4 separate regions of the Mus musculus genome follow, and all the other regions are linked to region 2. Evidence: chromatin contacts called from public ChIA-PET data. All regions are on one chromosome and are shown on one strand. The core of a region is the stretch at or near the end of the contact, and the rest is flanking DNA. Distances in the headings are between cores, read along the strand shown. Region 1 holds the start of Polr1a (polymerase (RNA) I polypeptide A). Region 2 holds the start of Mat2a (methionine adenosyltransferase II, alpha). Region 3 holds the start of Tmsb10 (thymosin, beta 10). Region 4 holds the start of Chmp3 (charged multivesicular body protein 3).

Region 1 (2,700 bases), core at 92-2,591, 530 kb before region 2:
AATAAACAATTTTCTAACAACACAAAGAAATACAATGTCTTTTCATTTTTAAAAACTTCTATTTCCATAGTTTTAAAAATACCTGTTATATCTGATCCTTCAACCTTTGGGAGGGATTCAGTTCCAGCATAAAATCTGCATTAAAAACAAAACAACAAAAATCCCACTGTTAGCACTGCTCCCTGATGGCCTCAGCTCAGCTCCTACCGCTAGCTCTGCTGACTCAGCTCCACCCGCATGCACACATTCTGAGCCACATTTATAGAGGCATTTAGATGTAGTGTAAACTTGTAACCCAGTTTTATTTATTTTTTTGTATTGGTCCAAAGACATCGTATGAGCTAATTATCCACTCTACAACTGACTTAAAACCACCTCCTATTTCCACCAGGCCACTGCATGAAGGATGTACAAAGAAATTACATAAGTATTTGCAACACCACCAGATGGAAAGAATGGGGTCAGACGTTTTAAGGCTTTCTGCTTTTACTAAAGTCTTAGCTTATTCTTAGCTGAAGGTTCTCATAACGTTCAGTCCATACTGGTAATATTAGCCTGCCCTTTATTTGTGAAAGATCTGTTACTTTGCCCTTTCTTTTTTGCAGGGTTAAAATGAATAAGGGGGGGGGGTGATAAAGAAATTTGTGTAGGGGCTTGTAGCGGCACTCACGGAAATGTAAACTTCACGAGAACAGGGCCCTAGTTTAAAGGGTAATTTTGGCTATACATAGTATTGCAACCAACCAATAAAAATTTTCCGAAAGAATTCCCGAACTCGCAGATCTAAAGATCACTAAATACGACGCTACCTCGTGTTACCCTTGAGAGGGCCGGGCCTCGACCATACAAATGCCTTTGCATCTTACCTACTTTCACGACTCTCAGGGAAATGCAAGACCAAAATGACTCTGGGTCTTCTTACCTGCAACAGACCTTCGGTTCACACACACCCGTCCCCCGAGTGGTCTGCAGCAAGACAAGCCCGCTGCGAAAGGACAGGCGGCGAGCTGCAACCGCCGCCGCCGCCATCTTTGGACTCTTCGCGGAGCACGTCGGGAACGACCTCCGCCTCCAGGGTCGAGGGGCGGGGCTGGCGTGGAACGTCTCATCTCCAAACGGGTGGTCACAAGGTCCTGTTTGGCTAGACTAGCAGCGGAACGCTCAGTACACATCGTTCACCTCGAATAAACTTACTTGAAATGCTGTTCTAAAGTCTCCTGTGTAATTTTGCTTTTAAACTGAAGGAGGGTTTTGAGACAGTTTTCTTCCACTCCTTACCCACCCCGAAAGCAAAAATGAACTCGTCCAAGCCAATTTGCCAAGCCGCGGTTCTCGCACGCAAGCGCAGTGGAAAAACACATGGTGGCTCTGCGCTACAAGACTCAAGTGGCGTTCTCTGCGGCTGACTGGAACTTCTCTCGTAGTGACGGACCTCAAAACTGACTCGGAAGATGCTGGCCTCCAAGCACACACCATGGAGGCGGCTTCAGGGCATTTCCTTCGGAATGTATTCGGCCGAAGAGCTCAAGTAAGGAGTTAGTGGGATGCGTGTAGAACAGGGTTGTGGAAGTTGGAGCTGGGAACTACGATTCCCAGAAGGCTTTGAGCCGAGCCAGTCCGGGGGCGGCGGGGTCGGGGTGGGGGGTGGGGGGCTGGCTGCCTAGTGCTTGCTTGCTGGTAATGGGAAGGAATGCGCTTGCTGCATTTTCATCTGTTCATCTTCCTCATTAATCAACTAGTTTTATGTCATTTATAATCACATTACATCACACGCTTATCAACTTCCTAATTAGTCTCCTCTGGTCCAAGCGATGATGAACTTTTAAATCTTGGATCAAGACCCTGGCTATGAAGTCCTGGGGACTCTTCTCTAATGCTTTTTGATCACGATAGCATACACGCTTCTTAGACTCCCATTAATAACTCAACATGCATTAAAAACTCCCAGCATTGCCGGGCAGTGGTGGCGCACGCCTTTAATCCCAGCACTTGGGAGGCAGAGGCAGGCGAATTTCTGAGTTCGAGGCCAGCCTGGTCTACAGAGTGAGTTCCAGGACAGCCAGGACTACACAGAGAAACCCTGTCTTGAAAAAACAAACAAAACAAAACAAACCCTCCCAGCATTCAGGAGACAGAGGCAGGAGGATCTCTGTGGGTTCGAGGCCAATCTGGTCTTACAGAGTCAGTTCCAGAGCTTCGTGGACACAGAAAACCCGTCTCGAAAAATAAAAAAACAAACAAACAAAAAGGTAGACCACACTGGTAACATCAGCACTACCCCCTCTAGGACACATCTTGCCATTGCAATCTCCATATGTAATCAGTCAGTCTTCATTTCCCTGCCCCTGCCGCATGGTAACCACCTGTCTACTTTCTATTTCAGTTATTCTGACTGTTCAGGCCCCTATTCAAGTAAAAGGAGTCAGTCAGCCCCGACTTCTTGTAACTGGCCAATGCATTTAGCATACTGTCCTCAAAATTATAGATAAATAGATCAGAACTTCCTTCCTTTTTAGGGTTAAGTAAATAGAACATGATATAGATAGATAGATAGATAGATAGATAGATAAATAGATCAGAACTTCCTTCCTTTTTAGGGTTAAGTAAATAGAACATGATATAGATAGATAGATAGATAGATAGATAGATAGATGTGTGTGTGTGTGCGCGCGCGCGTACATGCCGATTCATCAGCTCATC
Region 2 (2,700 bases), core at 150-2,649:
GAATGTTTGTGGTATTGAGACAGGGTCTTACACGTGGCCCAGGCTGACAAACTAAACTGCTTCCATACTTTAAACGCTGGGATTGTAGTAGTTAGTGTACCACTGTGCTTGGCTCTATGTTCCTTGATTTTTGTTACTACCCCAAAATGTGTATTGCAGCCACAGAACCTTAAGATGGAATCTAATGGCTGTACTAAGGAGTGATTCAATAGATATGGAGATACTCCTTTCCTTGAGGGGAGTGTGGGAGGAGCCACAGCAACACTTGTCTTTCAACCATCACTCATCAAGATGCTCCTCACAAGCCATGTAATAATATTGCTGTGGACCCCCTGCGAACGGAAACAGCTCAAACTGAATATTAGTATTTACTAAATGGTTATGTTCCATCTGAAACCCAAAGTCCATATAATAGATTCATTATAACCGATCTCATCATGGCGGTTCAGTGGACAAAGCCTTAAGGAAACATGAAATAAATCCTCCTTTAGTTGTAGGAAAAAGACCAAAGGGAAGACTTTAAAACGAAACCTAACGCGATGGGAGTATACACTTAATTCATGCACTTCATCCTTTTCAAGCACACTCTAAATAAGGGATGCCTTCTCTAATTCGCGCTATATTTAGTCAGTGGCAGTCTGTCACCTTGAAGGCTAAAGGGCATGTCTACCCATGCTCTTAAGCGTTTTCCAGGGGCCGGAAGTCAGGGATATTAGAGATGGGACCTTCGGAGACACCAGCCCCCACTTCCAAACTAGGGGTCGGGTGGGTAGAGGCCGCCAGCTCCGCTTCGCCCCAATTCCACATGCGGCGAACACGTGGTAGCCGCTGCAATGCGGGGCGCGCGCTCCCGGCGGCCGGACGCGAGCACGCGGGGCGGGGTCGCCCACTTGAGGTTTTTCCAGGCGACGGGACTAAAGAGGAGGAAGCAGTGCCCTCCCCGCGCCGATCTCAAAACTGCCTCGAGCCCCCGCCCTTCTCGATTTCTGGAACCTTCCGCATGCCGGGGCGCGCCGCCGGATGAGGAGCGGAGAAAGGGGGAGGGGAGCGGGGCCGCACATTGCAAACTCGCGGCGCCACGAGGGAAGCGCGCGGCCGCTGCCATGCCCACCGCCGCCGGAGACGGCCTCGACCACCCCCAGCGCCACTGCCCTCCGCCCTTCCCTCCTCCGAGTCCCCGTCGGCTCACCTGGGTGACCTTCCCCTACAGACTCGGAAGTGAAGAGGAACGTCCCCTCCTCAATGAACGCCTCGTGGAAGCCGTTGAGCTGCCCGTTCATGGCGGCGGCGGTGAGAGAGGGCGACTCTGAGGAGACTGAGAGGCGGCGAGGCGGAGGGCTGCGGAAGACACAGAGGGAGGATCGCTTCAGCTCTCGGCAGGCTGGAGACTCGGAGCGAACGGAGCGGCGGGCGAAGCGGCCCAGTATTTATAGAGCAGGGGGTCGCGCGCGCCCGGCTCGGGCTCCGCCCCTCGGCGTCGCGCGCCAATGCGCCGCGGGCGGGCGGATGGGGGTTGGCAGGGAGGTCCGCCGAGCCGAGCTCCGGCTGAACCATTCTACCGATGGGGGGGGCGAGCAGAGCTAACCGGGCCTCCTGCCAGTAGTTAGTCATCTTGATGGCGTGGGTTAAATGGAGATGTAAGTGAGTAGACTTGGGGTTTACGCCCATCCCCACGTTGATTGCTGGAGAAGAGAGGATTTGGATTTGAAGGACGGCCTCCCCTGTACGAGGGTATGGTACATCCCTCCGACCGTTGCCCACGGAGGTCTGCCGGCGCGCGCGCCTCCCAGCGGCGGCCGTGGCGGTGGCGGCCGTTTTGTGCTGTGGCTCTCGCCGAGGGTCTTTCCTGCCACCACCACCCTCCATTCGCCACCTCGTGCACCAGCGCCGGGTGGCCCTCTGCCATGTGAAGGTGGCCATGTTGACTGGCCAGCGGAGGCTAATAGGCACTGCCCTTATCCATCCTACACGGTTCCCTCCGGGGAACGAGAGATTGTGAGGGGTTCTAGCCCTACCGTTAGTCATGCCTCGAGTAACTGCTCTGGGGAAAATGGCTGTAAAGCCAACTAGCAGGAATGCTGTATTGTTTTTCCGAACAATTGCCACTTGCCGGCGGCCTCCCCTCCCCCCTCGCCGAGCCTCGTGGACCCCCGTAGTCTGAGACGGTACTAGATTCTTTTCTATCCTAAATCTGACTTTGCATGGCTTGGTTTTCCATGCTTCCTAGGAAGAAATGGACGTTCCAATCTGTTCGAGAGAATATGAATGCTTCTTTCGTGTGTGTAGGGGAGGGCGCTATTCAAGCCTTCAAATGTGCTTCAGATGAGCTTGTCAAGGTCAAATGGCCTCGATTTTATGACACTTTCTCTTTTAAACTTTTGCAGTTGTCTCAGTTTTGCTCATGAAATGAATTAACAGACGGGGAAAAAAAGGGAAATAAAACTCCATACAGACAAAGAGTGGAGTCTGGAGCTAATTGCATGCAGAGACCCTCTATGAGGCCAGTGTCACACAACTGTTGGGTCCAGTCTTAGGGCAGGCCAGGAGCCTGGTGGCTTTTGAGAACCAGTGTTTGTCAAGAACATCGGGTTTTATGATGCTAGGGAACAGCCTGCTCCTAGCATAAGATGCACTTGACTGTGAGGCTGAATGACAACCTCCGGCTGCCAGCTGCCTTGCCTCAGAAAATTAGGTACACTA
Region 3 (2,700 bases), core at 55-2,554, 520 kb after region 2:
GCAACTGAGAACCCAGGAAACCGCATGTCGAGAAGCACGTAAAACAAAAATAAAAACGATACATCCTCCTCACCCATTCTACCACGTCCCCTCCTCTCTCCCTGCGGCACAACTCACTCCCAGACCGCTCTGCCCACGCATACTCAACTAAAAAATTCAGACCACGCCAACCATGCCACGAGGTGTTTTTATTTTCATCAATCATACAAATAATTTTCTATAATATCCCAGGGCAAACCGGTGAAATTTGGCAGTCCGATTAGTGGAGGGGTCCCCTTCAGAGACCCGCGGGCCGGTGGCATCGGCTCGGAGTGCCCGGGTTTCACAGTGCAGCTTGTGGCTCGCGTCCATCTTGCAGGTGGCTCTTCCTCCACATCACGAGGGGGTCTTGGAGATGATGGGGCGGGGTGGGGTGGGGTGGGGAAATCTTCCTAGGCTTTTAGGAGATTTCACTCCTCTTTTCCTGTTCAATGGCTGCGAAGGGAGGGATGTGGTCATTGGAGCTACCTTACAGCCCCCCATACCCAACCCACAAACCTGGTGTGGGTGAGGCACCCACGAGGCCTGCGGACAGAGAAGGGGTTTGGAAGAGACAAAGTGCTTTGTGTGACTGGAAGGGTGGCTGTGGCCTTAGATTCGGGGTGGGAAGATAGTGGCCGGATGGGGGTGGGGGTGCCGGGCTGGCACAGCAGGGAAGGGAGGAGCGCTGGGGTGGGAACCCGGGGCACACTTACTCTCTTTGGTCGGCAGGGTGTTCTTCTCCTGCGTCTCGGTTTTCTTCAGCTTGGCCTTATCGAAGCTGGCGATTTCCCCCATGTCCGGCTTGTCTGCCATTTTCTTACAACTCTGATGGGCGAAACAAGGTGATAATGGGTGGCCAGGGGCTTGGGGGTGACCAGCGCGTCCTGGATCCCGCGCCTTCCGCGAACGCCTCTCAACGTGGCATTCCCAGTCCTGGGCGTTCCCGCAGCCCGGAGGCCGAGGATCCTAGACTCGTCCACCACACCCTCCCTCCGAAGCCCCAGGGCGTGGCCTGCTAGCCCCAGAAGATTCCAAACCGCCGGGTCGCCTGTTGCAACCGAAGGGGAACGCGCCCGCCAGCCATAAACTGGCCCGACCCCACCCAGGGTAGGCCCCAAGGCCGGCGCTGTGCCTTACCGTGGATTCTCCTTCCGAGCTCGCGCTCCAGGTGCTCCCACTCTCGTTGCTGCAGCAAGAGACAAAAGAGCGGCGCCCGCCCCTCGTCTTATATACACCGCGCCCCGCCCCGCCTCTCGCCCGCCGCAACGAGGGCGTGGCCAGCCCGCGCGGAGGGCGTGGCCAGCGCGCGCGGGGGCTGGGGGGCGCTCAGCATCTCCAGGCTGCCTGGGGCTCCGCCCTTCTCGGCCCGCGTTCCTAACCCGTTGCGATCCCGCGTGGAGGGTGGCAGGCACCAGCTCCCGGTGGTCTCTTTTCTTGATATATCTCCTTTTCCTAGTACCCAGGAGCCTGCTGCTCACCCCGCGGGAAGGGCGTGGGGGGGGGGGCAGCGGGGAAGGACTTGGGGTTTTGTTGAATGTATGTGTGGTGTAGGGTTGTGGGTGTGCGGGCGAGCACGCGCGCTCTGCTGCAGCCCTGCTCGCGGGAGACACCCCACCCGCGTCGCCTCAAGTCTCTTGCGTTTGCTCTCCAGAGTCTCCTTCTTTCTATTTTCTTGTGGTTGGTGCTTCTTAAAACAAGCTGTTTTCAGGCATTGTCTAAGGGCGGAGGTGGGAGCTAGGACTCCCGGGAGGGCTCCGCTGTTCCTTTTCTCAGTGGCCTTTTAGAAACACTGTACTGGAGGGTGCGGTTTTTCTCCTTCAGTTAACCTTCAATGTGGTTTTTAGAAGGAAAAAGAGGGGAAAAAGCTCCTGTGCCTGCAAACCTTGCTTTTTCTTGTTAACCCATTCCAGGAGTGGGATACTGCACTCCTGAAAAAGTTACCTCTTCAGCTCCTACAACCCCCATGGACAGTGAGTTCTATTATATCACCCAGGGCTGAAACGCCATCCATCCCCACTCCCATCCCTTTTCCTGTGTTGAATATAGAGCATATTCTACTGATAGAAGAAAAAGAGGAGAAACATTTCCTGAACGGCAAACTTCATGGTTCAGATAGACAGACAAAGAGCAAAATATCTTTGCTTGAAGTAATAACAGTTTAGTGGGGGTGGGGGTTGTAGAGAGTTGTCTCATCCACGTGGGGCTCACCCACACGGTGGCTTACAAGCATCTGTAGCTCTAGTTTTAGGAGACTTGGCATCCTCTTCTGGCCTGCTTGGGCACCAGGTATGAGTTTGGTGTGCATAAAACACTCATGCACATAAAATAAAAATAAATCTTTTAAAGAAAGTTGTTTCTTATGTAACACAATCCTGTGATTTCTGTACTAGTCTCCTTTTTAAAAAATTATTTTCTTTAGAAAGGGCGTCACCTGTTTATGTAGCCATATGTTTATGGATCTCAGTATGTAGATCAGCCTGGATTTGAACTCATAGAGATTGGCCTGTTTCTTGAATGTTAGGCCTAAAAGCCTGTGTTATCATGCCTGGCTTTGTGCTTTTTATTGCATAGTGACTGGTATTCAGGCCCCCTTTCTCTTGTTATTCTGGACCCCTCCATCTTCTATATCCAGGCAGTGGACCAGGAAAGAAAGGAGGATGAAAAGTCACACTAGAATTT
Region 4 (2,700 bases), core at 153-2,652, 900 kb before region 2:
GCTTGTGCTGGGGAGATTCTTCTGACCCTCCCTTTGTTGTGTTCGAGTACCCCGATATGAGAATACCTCTTATCTATAGTGTCTTTATGATCAGACTTTCTAAATTAAAAGAGGCAAGTTTGCTAAAAGCAAGGAGAATTAGTTGTTGGAGTGGTAGGAGGAAAGGGCTGGCTTGGTAGCAAATAAACAAATACTCTGAAAACAAACAAAAGTAAACAAACCCTCCCTCTGCATGAGAACAAAATAACAGGGTATCCAACCAGTTCAGAATAAACCAATGGACCATTGACAAAACACAAGGAAGGCCAAAGCTCAGAAGGAATTCAGCATCCACCTGAAGACGCAGCACAGCCAGGCACAGAACGCTTCATGTTCGTACCTGGTGCCCACCCGGGTGAAAGTGTGAATTAAAATGGGCAAAGTGGATGGCAGGTGCCATAAGTATGCCAGTTTAGTTCCTTTGTGTTTTAAAAGAGATTAGGAAACAAAAATCAGTAAAGGCCAAGGGAAGAGTCAGAGGAATGGATGTGGACAACATATCACATTCATGAATGAAATTCTCCAACAATAACATTTTAAAAATAATAAAGAAAATTAGGAGTCTGATTTCCTCTCCACCCAGCCAGTGGCCATATTACAATTTATAGAAAGCTATGATATGAAAGCCAGAACATATGCAGACTTAACTGTAAGATATACTAACTGGTTCCTTCCCAGAGGGAATAGACAATGGACCCAGGTTGCCTCTGTTCCATTAGAGAATATTTATGTTTATCATTAAAGTTTCAGTAAAGAAAATAGGGTTTTTTTTAAAAAAGATTTCCCCGGTGTTTGTTTTTTAAAGGTAAGATGAGGCTGTAGAAGTGGCTTCCTGTTCTTCCAGGGGCCCAAGTTTCCTTGCACAGTTCCTTGTCTATGAATCCATTTCTTTAATGTGTGCAGAATGCAAGTCTTTTGTTATCTCTTCTTTAAAAGTTAGTTTCAGCTGACTCGTGCAGGTCTGTTTAACCTTAATCTTACAAGCGAAACAAATGTTATAATCTGTTGAATCAATCCCTTCTTCTCCAGCTTCAGCATAAGATCACTGCTAGAACTTTTAAGACTTCCTACAAAGGGGAAAGAAGGCGATGTCAAGTTTTCGAGTAGGTGTGTAGATTTGCAGTCTGTGAGGTGACTACGGACCCAAAGAGAAACCCATCCACAAATATCTGGGAAGTGGTTGTAAATATGCGTGACAGCGTTGAGATATATATTTCTGGGCTAGCTGACAGGTTTTGGGTGTAGGCAATAAATATCTTAAGAGTTACTTCTATACTTCACTTAAGCTCCCTTATGAGCAATGGTGTCATCCACACTGTAGAACCCCACCCAACTTAACTCTGCGCCTGCGCCGCGCGCGTGCGTACTAGCCCTGCTGCCGCCGCGCCCTTCTCTGGGCGTCTGATTCCCTTCCTCCCAGCCCCGCCCAGGCGGCTGCCCGTGACCTGCCTGGGCGCAGGGAACGGAAAGTCGGAAGGGGTAAGAGGAGTTCAGTTCATCATGGGACTCTTTGGAAAAACCCAGGAGAAGCCTCCCAAAGAGCTGGTAAGGGCCAGCGACCGGGGAAGCTCCGCAGCGGAGGTGGGAACAGCCAGCTGCGCTCTCAGGCTGGCCCCTATTTCCGGGGCCTTCCACTCTGCCGAGGGGCCGAGGGAAGAGTTTAGGATTGGGATGTGAGGAGAAGCGCGCCTTGGCCGCTCGGCGTCCGACCCGGGTGTGTAGGGCCTGGTTAGGAGCACCTCGGCCTCGCCCCCAGGCGCTGGAGGCGCCACGCCGCCGGGCCCCGAGGAAGCACTCTCTCCCCTGCGCGCGGTGGTACGGGCCGCCCGGAACCTTTCTCCTGCGCAAGCCCCGCCCCCGCGCCGGCCTGCAGACCACCCGGAGGACTTGCCCTAGACCGGAAGGTTGTGTGCGGTGAACCGGGTCGGAGCCCCCAAAAAGTCCAGGCACCTGCCAGGCAGGTCCTTTTCTCGCTCTCCTCTGTGTGCAGGGAAGCCCGACTTGTGTTTATTCTAGAAGCTCAGTTCTCTCAGGCCCTACCCATAAGGATGCTACCGAAAACAGTTCGGATCCTACTCTGAATCCTTAGATCTGCCTATCAATTGAGTTATTTTAGAAACCAAGTATCAGCCGCCTAAGTTTGAGTCCTACTTTTAGACGTCTCGGCTCTCTGATCTCGAAAAACTTGTCCGAGACTTCTCCTATGTCAAGTAGGAAGAGTGCTACCGCAGTAATTGACCATTGAAGGATGTGAAGTTTGAGCTAGTAGTGGTAGTGAAGGTGCATTCTTTTTTTTGTTTTGTTTTTGTTTTTTTCGAGACAGGGTTTCTCTGTGTAGACCTGGCTGTCCTGGAACTCTCTTTGTAGACCAGGCTGGCCTCGAACTCAGAAATCCGCCTGCCTCTGCCTCCCAAGTGCTGGGATTAAAGGCATGCGCCACCACCGCCCAGCGTGAAGGTGCATTCTTTACACACCCAGCCTTATTACTGACCACCAGTAGTCGCACCAACAGTACCAGCTCCCAGCACATAGCACTTGTGGGGTCCCATTCCAGACCTACTAAATCAGATTTAAATTATGACTATCCCGAGTGGTTAGAATGTGCCTTGACCTTTGAGAAGCACTGTTTCTACAGCACTCAAACTTGTCCTTCTAAACCTT

The links. ChIA-PET counts read pairs in DNA pulled down with a chosen protein or histone mark.
Region 1: an RNA polymerase II ChIA-PET map of memory CD8 T cells shows a contact between it and region 2, with 76 read pairs. The contact joins the promoter of Polr1a here to the promoter of Mat2a in region 2. A contact is called at or near these places in 1 of 39 promoter capture datasets (pre-B cells), 4 of 115 datasets of contacts at active chromatin or transcription factors (embryonic stem cells, extraembryonic endoderm stem cells, memory CD8 T cells and 1 more) and 4 of 9 other capture datasets (adipose tissue, embryonic stem cells, liver and 1 more).
Region 3: an RNA polymerase II ChIA-PET map of memory CD8 T cells shows a contact between it and region 2, with 129 read pairs. The contact joins the promoter of Tmsb10 here to the promoter of Mat2a in region 2. A contact is called at or near these places in 4 of 39 promoter capture datasets (the 3T3-L1 cell line, cranial neural crest, hematopoietic stem and progenitor cells and 1 more), 1 of 484 Hi-C or Micro-C datasets (embryonic stem cells) and 4 of 115 datasets of contacts at active chromatin or transcription factors (effector CD8 T cells, embryonic stem cells, memory CD8 T cells and 1 more).
Region 4: an RNA polymerase II ChIA-PET map of memory CD8 T cells shows a contact between it and region 2, with 40 read pairs. The contact joins the promoter of Chmp3 here to the promoter of Mat2a in region 2. A contact is called at or near these places in 2 of 115 datasets of contacts at active chromatin or transcription factors (memory CD8 T cells and pancreatic cancer cells).

Annotation. Positions count from the first base shown.
Region 1 is chr6:71,907,712-71,910,411 of GRCm38.p6, forward strand. It overlaps Polr1a (polymerase (RNA) I polypeptide A), which reads left to right and starts at 1,342. Exons shown (of 34, transcript NM_009088.3): 1 at 1,342-1,528. The coding sequence starts at 1,452. Ptcd3 (pentatricopeptide repeat domain 3) reads right to left here and starts at 1,051. Exons shown (of 24, transcript NM_027275.3): 1 at 923-1,051; 2 at 83-135. The coding sequence starts at 1,029.
Region 2 is chr6:72,438,157-72,440,856 of GRCm38.p6, forward strand. It overlaps Mat2a (methionine adenosyltransferase II, alpha), which reads right to left and starts at 1,400. Exons shown (of 9, transcript NM_145569.5): 1 at 1,190-1,400. The coding sequence starts at 1,280. Particl (promoter of Mat2a antisense radiation induced circulating long non-coding RNA) reads left to right here and starts at 527. Exons shown (of 1, transcript NR_046011.1): 1 at 527-2,459.
Region 3 is chr6:72,957,179-72,959,878 of GRCm38.p6, forward strand. It overlaps Tmsb10 (thymosin, beta 10), which reads right to left and starts at 1,305. Exons shown (of 3, transcript NM_025284.4): 1 at 1,159-1,305; 2 at 735-846; 3 at 169-474. The coding sequence starts at 834. The coding sequence ends at 440.
Region 4 is chr6:71,542,450-71,545,149 of GRCm38.p6, forward strand. It overlaps Chmp3 (charged multivesicular body protein 3), which reads left to right and starts at 1,403. Exons shown (of 6, transcript NM_025783.4): 1 at 1,403-1,584. The coding sequence starts at 1,540.